Linked DNA regions of Danio rerio: region 2 is linked to region 1. Evidence: chromatin contacts called from public Hi-C data. All regions are on one chromosome and are shown on one strand. The core of a region is the stretch at or near the end of the contact, and the rest is flanking DNA. Distances in the headings are between cores, read along the strand shown. Region 1 holds the start of atp10a (ATPase phospholipid transporting 10A). Region 2 holds the start of ube3a (ubiquitin protein ligase E3A).

The links. Hi-C and Micro-C count contacts between places; a contact is called where the count stands out from the background.
Region 2: a contact with region 1 is called in a Hi-C map of hematopoietic stem cells, with 1.8 times the contacts expected there. The contact joins the promoter of ube3a here to the promoter of atp10a in region 1. A contact is called at or near these places in 1 of 18 Hi-C or Micro-C datasets (hematopoietic stem cells) and 1 of 4 datasets of contacts at active chromatin or transcription factors (embryo).

What each region holds. Positions count from the first base shown.
Region 1 is chr6:41,174,629-41,181,752 of GRCz12tu, forward strand. atp10a (ATPase phospholipid transporting 10A) reads left to right here and starts at 4,535. Exons shown (of 21, transcript XM_690464.8): 1 at 4,535-5,234. The coding sequence starts at 4,807.
Region 2 is chr6:41,318,106-41,325,041 of GRCz12tu, forward strand. ube3a (ubiquitin protein ligase E3A) reads left to right here and starts at 4,435. Exons shown (of 11, transcript NM_001007318.1): 1 at 4,435-4,548; 2 at 5,458-5,541. The coding sequence starts at 5,540.

The DNA.
Region 1 (7,124 bases), core at 3,285-5,784:
TGCACCAATAAATGGTTGACAATAAAAGATACACTTGTTATTATTTTTCTGTGTGCAAGCAGGTGTCTATTTAAATACAAAATAAAATAAAAAATACTTTACTTTTAGGCTATTTGTAGATACAAACACTTATTTTACAAGAAAAGTTTGTGCAATTAAGCATTCACGATGGTATCTGTGATAGGGGTGGTCAAATTAATATTTCTATTATCTATGATTTTAATTACAAAATACCTGCTTATGACAGCCTCTAAACTCACATGAAATGGTATTTATTTTAATCCTCAGTTTACTGTTTGTAAAGCAGTGGGTGATCACTTAAAATACAGGGTTAATGCTAAGTTGTTTTTCTGCATTCTTAAGACAGATGGTGTTATTTAATCAGAAGATAACAAGGGATAAACATATCATAGAATTTATTAAACTGCACCAGGCGGCACATTGCTTTCGTCTCTCTGCAGGCTCCTAAGTCACAGCGGAGCTGATGAACTTGTTTGCGGAGGTAATGTAAACATAACAAAACATTAATAGTTTCGTGGCTAAAGGAATCTCCACCAAACAAGGGCGTAGATCTGGTGTGATCACTGTGTCATGAAAGGTTTATGTGCTATTTTTAATTGCGCTGAAATGTCCACATTTTTGGTGTGGTTGATTTAATAGTCTTGTGGGGAGGCAACCACCATAAAACTTACTGTACTACTACTACCACACTAAAGAATGTTCAGTGGTAAACAGTACATACATCTCTATTTCAAGTGATTTACTTTGTTTGTTAGAGTTACAATAACAAAAAAAAATATGGATTTGTCATATAATTACTTTAAAAAGTATGAAAAAATATTTTATATGTGTATGTGTTAGGGGCGTCACGGTGGCGCAGTGGGTAGCACGATTGCCCCACAGCAAGAAGGTCACTGGTTCGAGTACCGGATGGGTCATTTGGAATTTCTGTATGGAGTTTGCATGTTTTTCCCATGTTCACGTGGGTTTCCTCGCGTGGGGTTTTCCAGTTTCCCCCACAGTCATAAGACATGCAATATAGGTGAATTGAATGAGCTAGCCGGAAGGGCATTCGCTGGATAGGTTGGTGGTTCATTTCGTTGTGGCAACCCCTGATTAATGAAGAGACTAAGCCGAATGAGAATGAATGTTTATGTATTATGTTTTATATAGCAAAATATTACTTGTAATAATGAAAAGATATACCATGAACAGAAGACACTTCAACAAAATCTATGTGTGGTCCCATTAGTTTGTAAAGAAATCAATTGCTTTGTATATTTCCATTTCCATTTAATCATTTGATGGGCGACAAGGGTGGCTTAGTGGTTAGCACTGTCGCCTCACAGCAAGAAGGTTGCTGTTTGAGTCCCGGCTGGGTCAGTTGGGATTTCTATGTGGAGTTTGCATGTTCTCCCAGTGTTAGTGTGGATATCCTCCGGGTGCTCCAGTCTCCCCTCAGTCCAAATACATGTGATATAGGTGAATTGGATTACCTAAAACATATGCTAGATAAATTGGTGGGTCATTCTGCTGTGGTGACCCCTGATTAAGGGACTAAGCCAAAGAAAAATGAATGAAATGAAATGTAATCATTCGGCAGATGACTTTTGACAATTGTGCTGTGAAATAGAGAAAAATGTAAAAAGAATATAGAAAATTAGAAGATCAAAGCAATTTTGTTGTGTGATGAAAAATAAAACAGAAAGATTAATTAAATTTAAAGTTTAGGTAAAGTTTAATAACATTTAAATTAACTTTTAATTTAAGAGATAAAATATAATAGAAATTGGTAGCATTAGATGCTTAAATTAGAGAGGAATTTGTAGATAAAATAAAAATTGAACAAATGAATTCAACAAAAATTACAACATTTTAGCTTCAATTTTAAAAATCCCAATTTATTACAGTTTTGAGTAATAAAGTTGAGAAAACATAAATAGGTGTTCATGCTATTTTTAGTGTTGACTGAAAAATAACACTTTTTTGAAAAATTGTTAACACCTAAAATAATTAATTAATTTTGTCAACTTGTTTACATTTTAATTAAAAAAAGCCTAAATAATGAATAATTTTAGGTGTACCAACCAACCTGGTGAAGCTGTTCACTTTTTGCAGTGTGAAGTGTAAGTGTTAGAAAGCAAGTTTGTTTTATGAACAATAAACAATATTTTCAATACATTTGTCCATGTCAACAGTCCTGCCAACTAGCAAAACATATATCAATATAAAAATGTTCCTTATTAATGTTCTGACATTTACAGAAGGTTGTTTCCTAACAATATGCAGAACTTTTTTTTTAGCTTGAATGAAATACCATTCAAAACTTTCTCTCTGTTGCTGTCATAGTTTGTACATAGCAAGTTTGCTTAGACTTTGCATTCTGTTGTTGTTTCATATTCAACAACACTTATATGTGCCAATCCTTGCAGACGTTTGACAGCTCTGCTGAGACTCTAAAACCTAAAAAAGTATATACTAAAACCTTGGTCAGACTGTCAGTTCAAATCTGATTTTTGTGCATGTCCAATTGGAATCTGGTTTATAGATGATGGCTAATAACTAGGGCTGCATCTGAAAACAGACATGCTAGGCTACTATCATACTATATAACTAGAAAAGTAAAGTTCATAGACAAACTTTATGGTGTCGTGGGAAAGCCTAGTCTGAAAGTTTGAAGTCGTTTTAAAGTTTAAACGATTGAAGTAGTTTTGAAGAGTTGGCATAGATAAAATATGTTAGCATGTTTCTAGTATGGATCGGCATTATTGCTAGGTGGTTGATAGGGTGTTCTGAGTTGTTGCTAAGGTTATGCTAGGTGGTTGCCATAGATATATACACGGGACAGTTTTCAGAAAACCAGAAGTTGGATCAGTTGGAAAAGATATAATAACTTAATTCAGAATAGTTTGGAGGTTTGGTTGTAGTGTGAATGGTCTAGGAAGGAGATGTGTTCTTAAAATAGTCTGAGAAGAAGAAGAAGGCGGAAGAAGAACAAGTTTAAGTATAACAGGCTTTCTCAAGCCACCATAAAAACTGTATGTGATAAAATAAGCAAATCAAAAATTTTAAAAGGTATAGTCAACTAAAACATCTACATTTTTAGTGTTTGTAAACAGTATTGGATACAGCAAAAATGTCTGGCTGAAGAAACATTGAATTGTTTGTTTGAGTAAAACTGCTTGCTCTACCAAATGGTTGACTATGTTTTGACTGTTAAATGATGACTGTTAAAATCATTTAAAGAGTGACTGTTTTAAATGATGGTTTACACACACAGCAAAAATATTGGTTTACAAAAATAATTAAAGAAACATAATCCTGTTGCACTACTTCATTTGATTTTGGTTTTACTGTAAAAAACAAACAAGAAAACATGTAAAATGAGAATCTAAAATATTTTATGGCATGCTTCAAAAATAAAGATGATTTCATATTCAAAGATGTTTTATTTGGATTCTTTTTCAATAAATTAATCTTACACTTCATATTTTCTGATTTTCATATACAGTTATTATATACGAAGTCTAAATTATTAGCCCCCTTAAATTATTAGACCCCTGCTTATTTTTTCCCCAATTTCTGTTTAACGAAGAAAAGATTTTTCTTCAACACATTTTTAAACAGTTATAATTACTCATCTCTAATAACTGATTTATTTTATCTTTGCCATGATGACAGTAAATAATATTTCACTAGATATTTTTCAAGACTCTTCTTCTATGCAGCTTAAAGTGACATTTAAAGGCCTAACTAGGTTAATTAGGTTAACTAGGCAGGTTAGGGTAATTAGGCAAGTTATTGTATAATGATGGATTGTTCTGTACACTATCGGAAAAATATCTAGATTAAATGGGCTAATATTTTGACATTACAATGTTTTTTATTATTATTATTATTTAAAACTGCTTTTATTCTTGCCAAAATAAACCAAATAAGACTTTCTCCAGAAGAAAAAATATTATCAGACATACTGTGAAAATTTCCTTGCTCTGTTAAACATCATTTGGGAAATATTTAAAAAGAAAGAAGAAAATCAAAAGGGGGCTAAAAATTCTGACTTGAAGTGTATGTAATTCTGCTACTTTTACCGGTATCCAACATATCAACCATTTGGTAGAACTTTATATTTCAGAAATTATGGGATGTGTTGATAAAAAAATGCACTGAGTGTGTTACTATCGACATTAAGAGTTAAGAAATACAATCAGAAAAGCTGTTGGCAGTTAAAGGGCTAAGCAAACTTAGACTAAATCAGTGCATTTTTCACTTAAAAGTAGGCTTATTTATATAATATACAATACCTTTTCAAAGCATTCTAAGCAATATTGCGGTGATCTCTTAGCAAAATTATATTTGTATTATATGTACCACTTTTTTCGATAGTAATGCGTGGCACTTAAAGGGCGGAGTTTTGTTTGCGTCGGAGGTGACGTTATCATGTAACCTCCCGTGATTGGCTTATTTTTTCACCACGGCCTGCGCAATGAGCCGAGAGCGCACTCATACGGATGGACTCAACATAGCAATCGCTGTAGATAGGTTTATCCCATTTGTTTGTGCTGCGTTGCACATGCCCTGCCTTAACGCATCTTCATCAAACTTACTAAGAGGAAAAAAGATGCCGCTGTAAAACTTTTCAGTGCTAACGAGAGACAGGGAGAGGATTGACGCGATGGGTGAGGACGATAAACCAGAGTGAGGAACTTTCCATACGGCCTTACATCGTCAAGGAGGATCAGCATGATTACATAGAGACCATCTTTTATTTGTTCAAGGAAAAGAGACAAAAGTTTGGGGCGAAGTATGGCGCGAGAGACTGGAGAGTCTGGAGAAACGAAAAGTGGGAAAGTGAAAAAGCACAAAAGAAGGAAAAGTAAAAAGGAGAGCAAAACAAGGACTGTACACGCCAACATTTTGTATGACCATACCAAAGGAGGGGATAACCCTAACAGACACTATGCAAACAATAAGATCAAAACCACAAAATACACTCTGCTTTCCTTCCTACCGAAAAACCTCTTCGAGCAATTCCACCGGTTTGCCAACGTGTATTTTGTTTTCATAGCCTTGCTGAATTTCGTGCCCGTGGTCAACGCTTTTCAACCGGAGCTTGCTCTTGCCCCAGTGGTTTTTATATTGTCCGTTACCGCTATCAAGGATTTATGGGAGGATTACAGGCGACACCGCTCGGATAAAGAAATAAATCATATGGACTGTCTCGTTTACTGCAGGTAAGCACGTGTTTGAAAACCTACTCTGTACAATCAGCAGTAAAGCTGTGTGATAGTTAGTTTTGATAACCGACAATGCACACAACTGTTGAGCTGCTATGATTTTTGCTGAGGAGCTGTGGGCCTGCATACCTGTTGAGTCTCAGGATGTGACTTAAGCATTATGTACAGGCACCTGTTGAGTTTTTCCACATGTTAAAGTTTTAACCCCTGCTCAATATAATCCTGAGTTACCTTGTGGTCTGTATATATATTTCATCTTTAGGTAGTAGTCATGCTCTAAGATGTCATATAGAAGGTTGTTAGTAAGTTTTATCTAACATTAACTGGACAAACAGAGCATTACAATATGTTATAGGCTGTTTATCTATTTAATTGTCGTCAAATTAATAGCCTCTGGTTGTACATTTCCCGAAATGTACTATAAACCCCCATTTACCGGATTTGACGTTTGCACGATTCACTTTAGGCTTTATCTCAGCACATGGAACTTTCCACAGAAGTCATGAATATTTCATAATATCTAACAAGCATGGATTCGTGGTTTAGACCTGAACTTCACCCAAAAGATTGCTCCTCAGGTTATTCATGATGTAGGCAAGTTCTTCAGTGGGACATTTAAATAAGATACTGTGGAACCTAACATTAAAGGGTTTCATATTTGTTTCAAAATGACAAGTGCAAAAAATGGGTATTGGGCAGATTTTGACGATATAATGATGACATTAGATAAAAAAAGTCACGGTTTCATGGTATTGTGATTACTGTTTTAAAGTATTCTTTTTAAATGTCTGGGTAAAAAAAACAAAAAACAAACTTGTTTCTCCTTTGAACACTATATATTTTATTTTGAGGTAAAATGTATATTTTGGAGCAGTAATCATGTCTGGCTAAATAATTCAAATGAATCATTGACTTCTGGTGTCTTCATTAGTTTCAACAACACTGATTTCTTTGCAATTTAAAACTGGCTTTTGGACATCTTTTCTGCTGTAGATATTGTTGTCCTAAAAAGCTAAAAAGAAACGTAAAAAACCTTCCATATACTGTAGGAACAGCATAACAGAAAATGTTGGCGGTTTTAAAACCTTCACTTCACCAAACCGCGGTATAACTTGAAATCGGTGCGAATGCCTGGTGCGAAACAAACCTTTTACTCAAGGTTAAATTCAAAGTCTTTCAGATGTCTGTTTTGCCACTGGAAAGGTTATTTGAGACATCCTCTCTCACAGATTGGGTTATATTAATATTCTTATTATTATTATGCTCCCTTTGATTGAAGGTTTGGTCCCTGTTGCTTTTTGAGGCGTCTCTCATGTCATATCCAAATACCTGAGCAAAGATGGAGGAACTGTGTATTCAGACTTGGTTAATTTGAGTCCCTTCAGAGTAGCTGAAATGTATTTGTGGCTTTAGTGTTGTTCATAAGTACTCTTACTCTCTGAATTACATTAAACATAACTGTTTAGCCCTTTTTATTAATTACATAGTGATGTAGTTAATCAGCTTTTCTGTGAATGCTGCGTTGTATGTAGGGTTATATGTAAAACTATGAATAACATTACCATTAATAATTGTGGTGAAGTTGGTTTTACACGTTCATTCTATTTTTACCTGTGACAAGCTACTTTGAACATTGGGTCTGAAATCACACGTATATATGAGTTCAAAACAACATTAGCACTATTTAATTGATTCAGTTTTTTCAATTCATGTTTATTTATATAGCGCTTTTTAGGCATGGACAATAACCGTTTTCAAAGTATACTATGGTTTGGAAAAGTAAAGGTTTTAAAACCGGCAGAATTTTCTCCTATACCATTCCCAAGATATGTGTACGATTTTTTTTTTATTTGCTTCTTTGTTTGTAGTTTTTTAGGACAGCAGTAT
Region 2 (6,936 bases), core at 3,185-5,684, 140 kb after region 1:
AGGAGTTGCACCTGGTCTTCTGCTGCTGTTGCCCATCTGCCTCAATGTTTGTTGTGTTGTGTATTCAGAGATGCTCTTCTGTATACCTTGGTTGTAACGAGTGTTTATTTGAGTTACTGTTGCCTTTCTATCAGCTCGAACTAGTCTGGCCATTCTCCTCTAACCTCTGGCATTAACAAGAGATGTCTGTGCGTGAAAATCCCAGTAGATCAGCAGTTTCCAAAATACTCAGACCAGCCCGTCAGGCACCAACAACCAAGCAGTCACTTAAATTACTTTTCTTCACCATTCTGATGCTCTATTTGAACTGCAGTAGACTGTCTTGACCATGTCTGCATGCCTAAATGCGTTGAGTTGCTGCCATGTGATTGGCTATTTAGAAATTTGCGTTAATGAGCAGATGTACAGGTGTAGCTAATAAAGTAGCTGGTGAGTGTATACAGCAATATTAGTAAGATTCTGAATGGTTTCAGGTTTTCACAATAATATTAAACATACAAACTGTACACAAACATATGCTTAAAAGAAATAAATGACATTTATGGTATATTTAATTAGAAAAAATGTACTCTTGTTGATCATGAAGAAGTTTTTTTTTTTATAAAATCTTAAGATTTTATATTTTCAACTGCACTGCTTGTATTTTATGTATTTAATATGTAGCGTGTATATTTTAGGTTTATTCAATTTAATTAAGTATTATAATAAATGTAAAAAAATTAAAATAATTGTAGACAAATATGTTTTGAAATCTTTAACACAAACGTTTCATGGGATTGCTGGTTTCATGGACATGCACAGAGTCTGTGTTAAAAATATTTTCTCCCTAGAAATGCCGCACACCAGATGCACTCGTTCGATTACTTCAGTCTTTCCATCTCATAATGCTTCTGCAGATTTGTACGAGTGGGGTGGGATCTCAAAGCGTGTTGACTGCAGGCTAAACAGCTGTCTATATTCATGAGATCCTCATTCTCCACAGCTGCATCATCATAAACAGTCACCTTTTCCATTATTCAAGTCTACAAGAGCCAATTTACAGGATGTCTCTTGTCTCTTTCAGACAAAAATAAATAAATGTGCTTTTTTTTCGCAGGTCTATGAGATAAGCAAAATACACAGCAGGACGCATGTGTAATCTAAAGCGAGATGTTCATGCTTTTTACATTGATGAATGGCTTTGGATAAGAGTTAGATGTTCCATGATCTAACAACTTCAGCATTGCTCACACTGAAATATTCTCCATAGTGCCATCTTGTGATTTTCACACACAAACCTTACATTCAGTGATTGCTTTTGGCATATGCTTCATGATTTTTCTTAAAGAACTTTTTACGCATATCTGAGCAAATTGATGAAGCCGTTTTAAACTGTTAGATAAAGAACAAAAGATCAGATCAATAAATGGTAATCAAGTCTTTCACAGTTGCAGTTGCAGCTGTAAAACACTAGTGAAATGTGAATAGAGTTTGGTGACGTGATGGCTCATCAATACAGGAGCACGTTCCATTGTCTTGGAAACCTATAAAAACAAAGCTATTTAGTTTGTGCTTTCATTATTCAGGCTGCATCACTGCTTTCCATGGAGAGCAGTATTGATGGTTCTCATACATTCTGGGCACTGTGGGCAGCCAATCAGAATCCATTTAAAGCAGCAGATGACATATTGTAACTGCAGTGGGCACTCGAACAGAATGTTTATAAACCAAATGTGTCGATACTAATATTAAAGACTGATGGTTCTAAGAACCTTTAGATTCATAGATCTGTTATAGTCCACGAGAGTTTCTTTTTAAGGGCTGCATGATTTAAAAGAAAAAATGGCACTGCAATATTTTGTTTTTCTGCGATCTGATATACTGCTATTTGTGAAGAAGTCATTATTTTAGAATGTTTGTGATGATTTTGTAGATGAGTGCATCTGCAAAATATAATAAATCTAATTAAAATGATAAACTACCATGCTTTTTTCTTGGAAGTCTTATTGGTATTCTGGCATAGATAATGAATGATCAAAAGTAAAATTAAACTTTACAGTCTTCATTATATAAATGCAATTAGAGGCTAAAAACAAGATCATTCCTTGCTTTATACTTCGTAATATACATTTAAAGAGCACCTATTTTACCCCTTTTACAAAATGTTAGACAAGCCTTTGGTGTCTCCACAATGTGTCTGTAAAGTTTCAGCTCAAAATACCCATCAGATAATTTATTAGAGCCTCCAGAATCTTCCTGTTTTGGTGTCTAAATACATAGTAGCTGTTTTTGTAGCCTGTAGCTTTTAATACAAATGATCTGCTTCTCCCTGCCCAGCGTTCCCACGTGCGTGTCTGCTTTCACATCATGCGTTATGCCAGATGAACAGCACAGTGACAGAGACAGACTCGGAAAAAGCTGAAATAAAGTCACTAGTCAAAAATATTTTCAAAGTTTATTTGATGTATTTGTGTTGGAGTTTATTCAAGCCTTTGTGAATCGATGAGTTGCACATAAATGCCATTTGCAGTACACAGATACATAAACAGATTTTAGTGTTTACTGACACGATGCGGCCGTGGTGATTATAGCGGTTAAGAATTAGATAGCGATTTTATTGTCATTATTACAAAGATGCTGTTTTAAAAACGTTTAAGACTTTTAAAACTCAATAAAAGAGAGTTGTAACAAATACTTTAATCACAGTTTATTTGCAAAAAAAAAGTTACGGGGACATGTGTATACATGTTATTATACAAACATGGCTATCAATCTGGTGGGCGGGAAAAACCGCATTCCTACATCACGTTGCGGCAGGTCTCAAAAGCACTGGAGTTTGGGTCCTATTTTAACGTCAGAAAAATGTTAAAAAGAGACTTGTTGGATTTGTACCACTCGAATAGGACAGTGGACACACTATACATAAAAATTGTTCTGTCCAGTGCTTAATTTGTGAATTGTGAGGTCCTGGAACAGATCGGGGCAACGGAGCTGTAGAGGCGTCGCGCACGCAAGTGGATAGATGGCAGGGTGTTGGATGGTGGAGGGGTGTCACAGACTTAAGTGAAGAGAGTTGGAGAGTTGGGAAGAAAGTGAACAGCGGACAGGGCAGGAGGGCGGTTAAGGAGGGGAATCAGTAAAATGAGGTGCCGGATCAGATTTCAGAGGTGCCAAGTCCGGATCCGGATCTGGTGTGTTCCGGCACAAATTAAGCCCTGGTTCTTTCCAAATAGCTTACTTTTCATCATAGGTGATATTTAAAACATATTTAAAAATAGTTTTTTAAAAATTCATAGTATAAGGGGTTGGGGGTCCATATTGCCCATGGCTAAATCCGCCGGAAAAAGCTTCTTTAGAACATTAGAATATTCTTCACACTAAGAAATAAGTGCTTTATTTAAGAACTGGACAGGTTGTTGCAAGGTATAAATATGGCATTGCTGCAATAAAGAATATAGAAACAAAAAACATTAATTTTAAGAGCGCACTGCAGTGTTTCTGCATGAATTTTGACCAGAATTGTTTCTAAAGTAAGTTGAATTATTAAATAACCATTCCTGCTGCAGAAATAGTTTTCAATAATTTGATAAATTTAGCACATTGTAAAGCAAACATATCAAAAGAGTGCAAAGCCTTACATTTTCCTCAGATTAAGAAAATTTCAAGGTACACGTTGTCCTGACATTTTATCCCATTAGATTATGCTCCCAACACTGTACTTGAATAGATGTGTCTTTGGGGAAAGGGATTAGGTGGGTTATGGTGATATTACAGCTTTACTACTCCCACTACCATTAAAATTTACGCTGGTAGCAAAATCTGATGGGTAGCATATTGTGTCATCAAAATTTGCTACCTACTTTTGAATGGGAGGTAGGACAATCTGACAAGGACAAATGAAAAAACACTGTCTTCTGTGTTTTGACATCATACCTCCCGCAGCACTCTATGCTTATAAAATAAATAATAAAATGTTACAGTTATGGCCTAGCTATCGTTTTTTTTTTTTTTACAGTCGCCACCTACTGGTGTTTTAACTCCCACCGTACAGAATCAATCGCTTAATTTCTCAGGTCAACTGACTCAAAAAATTTGAACCACTGAGATTATTCAACATCTACTATTGGTCCCAAAAGCACTGGAATGAACCTTAGATAAAACAAATCAGGTTTCTTGAATTTTTGCTTTCAGGTTCTGCCCTCTGCTGATGAAAAAAAACATAACTAGTTTCTAGTTTGAGATCTATGTGTAAATAAAAAAATCCTACTTTTTTACCAAAATTTACAACTTATTATCTGGCTCATGCATATGGTAGTGAACGTGTTAACAAGTATTTCAACACACATGTTCGGATCTTGACTGACTGCCAGAGCGCTGTGCCGTGTTTTTATACTGATGGTCGTCCTCGTGCCTCAGTGCATTGTGGGATCGCTCTCCGTGTTTGCCTCAGTTGATCAAGATGGCCGCGAATATTTTGTGGAGGGGTTGGAGTTGAATACACGCCGCACTAGAAGCGATTGTGATGTTGAGAGACCAGATTCATTCGTCAGCATCAGAACACCTCCAAAAGTAAGCTGTCAAAACCTTAATCGCGCTTCTTCTGTCCCGACCGCGCCTGGAGCACCGCGAGAAGCGCTATTAGGCCAGTTAGCCGCGCTGCTAACCCGCTCCGGGGAGGGAGGGACGGAGCTTTCTGGTAAACAAGGGAAATACCGTTAATCCCGATATCCTAAATACGTGATCGATTATAATACGCGGCAATAAGCGTTAAGTAAATTTAGCATGCGTCTCTGAAATGTTAAACTGTGGTTAGCTGCAGCTAGGCTAACTAGTTACTCAGCTCTTTCCTGCCATTGCTCCCCATGACAGTTACTGCAAGGTTATAAGATTTGCAGTTCCCGCTCTGCTTTAAATGCACCGATCATCATCATCTTCAGCGGACTTTATTAATGACTATTATGGGTGTGTTCGTTTGTTTGGATGATATCTGTAGTGCATTGACTGTGTGTGTGTGTGTGTGTGCAAAGCAGAAGTTGTTTGTGCACTGTCATACCCCCTGCCTTCCCGTCCGCGGCCTCTCCGGCTTCTGCTCCGGGTAAACCACTGTTTACCGGCACACAGGATGCTTCAGTTGCGAAAGCACACAGTTTGTTTTTAGTTCTGCGGCTGCCGTCTGTATATGTTTACGTCGCTGCCCTTTTTTTTGCAGACACACGTACTATGTCAAAAAACAGTGAGCTGACTACCCAGGCAACATTTTTAGACATCAAATACTGTCTAGGGAGTCAGCTTGCTAGGTTTTTAGACGCTGTCCATGGTGATATTTCTGCCCTGTGGTTCACTTTAGGTTTGTGCTTACCAATGTTTTTCTTACTAATTGCAGTTAATAATGTGGTAGTTTCTTTAAATGTCCCTTTCACTAGTATAATTCCCAGTGCTGCAAAAGTGAAATTATTGATGTTTTCTGTTCATCTGCAGGATTGCTACCTGACAACCTTTGGGTCTCTTTGAGTTCAGAGCCGTAGAAGAGTGTGATATTGGAAACTTTAAAGCAAGTCTAATGTAAGTGTCTTTGTTTTTACCTGACTTATACTTTTCCCTAAAGGGCTAGTTCACCCAAAATTGAAGTTTACTGTTAATTAACTTGCCCTCTAGATATTCAGAATGTGGGTGACTTTCTTTTGTAGAACTTTAGTTTTTTTTTTTTTTTAGCTCTTAAGATTATTTTTAGCTGAAACTGGGGTGTTTGGTGATTCGAAGAATTGGCTCTTTATCATACATTGATGTCATCTTTTGCTAAATTATTGCATAGCGCAGATAACTGAACATTATTAAATTATACACCACCTCTGCACAAACTCCTGAACATATTTGGCGCTAGGCATGTGCTGTTTTAAGATTCTGACGGTATGGTAACCTTGGATAAAAACATCACGGTTTGACGAAATCGTGATCACTGCTCTAAGGGTGGTGCCCAAACGAACCGTACCAAAAGGGGAAACGAACTCTAGTGCGATTCAATCGAACTAAATAAGGCAGGTGTGAAAGCACCCTAAGAAATATTCTTTTTAAATGTCTGGGTAAAAAACAAAAAACTTTTTTCATCTTTGAACACAATACATTTTATTTAGAGAAACATTTAAAGTATTTTGGAGCAGTAAACATGTGAGGGTAAATCATTCAAATATACCATAGACTTCTGCTGTCTTCATTAGTTTCAAAATCATATTTCTTTATAATTTATAATGCATTGGATATCTTTTCTGCTGGAGATACTGTTGTCCTAAAAAACCGTTAAAAAAAACCTCTCACATACCTTAGGAACGTTATAGCAGAAGGTTTGGGCGATTTTCAAACCTTGACTTTTCCAAAGCACACTATACGTTGAAAACTGTTATCATCTCATGCCTATTCGGCGCACAGTCTGGGGCACAAATGTCCTGACAAAAAATAATTTTCATATTAAACATTGGCAGTCAGTCAGTGTAAAATGTCAGTCTTCCTTATTAAGATCATGGACGTGAAGGAAATCATAATTTTTTTAATATAGGCTGCAGCATCAAAGATAATTACATGTACCATTCTTGTGAGCAATACAACACATGCCTCTTCCATTGTAAACAAATAGTGTCAGTTTGACCCAAACATGTCATTATGCAACAAAGAGCTTAAGAATGTTAACACTGCCAGGACCACAAGTAATGCTCAGATTCTTGCACAGACTGATCATCTTAAATAATCAATTGCCAGCCACAGGTATTAATTTAAGCTGCATCCGACAGCATTCTAAGGTGGGAAAATATCAGGGCACGTCCAAATCTAAATTTTGCTTCGCCTACTGTCTCAGGAGGTACCTACTTCTGATTGAATTTTGAGGGCAGTGTATGCGTCCTTCACTGCCTTCGATATCTCACAATCCTGTGCTTTACATTTCTGAGAGCTAAAAAATAAAGATGG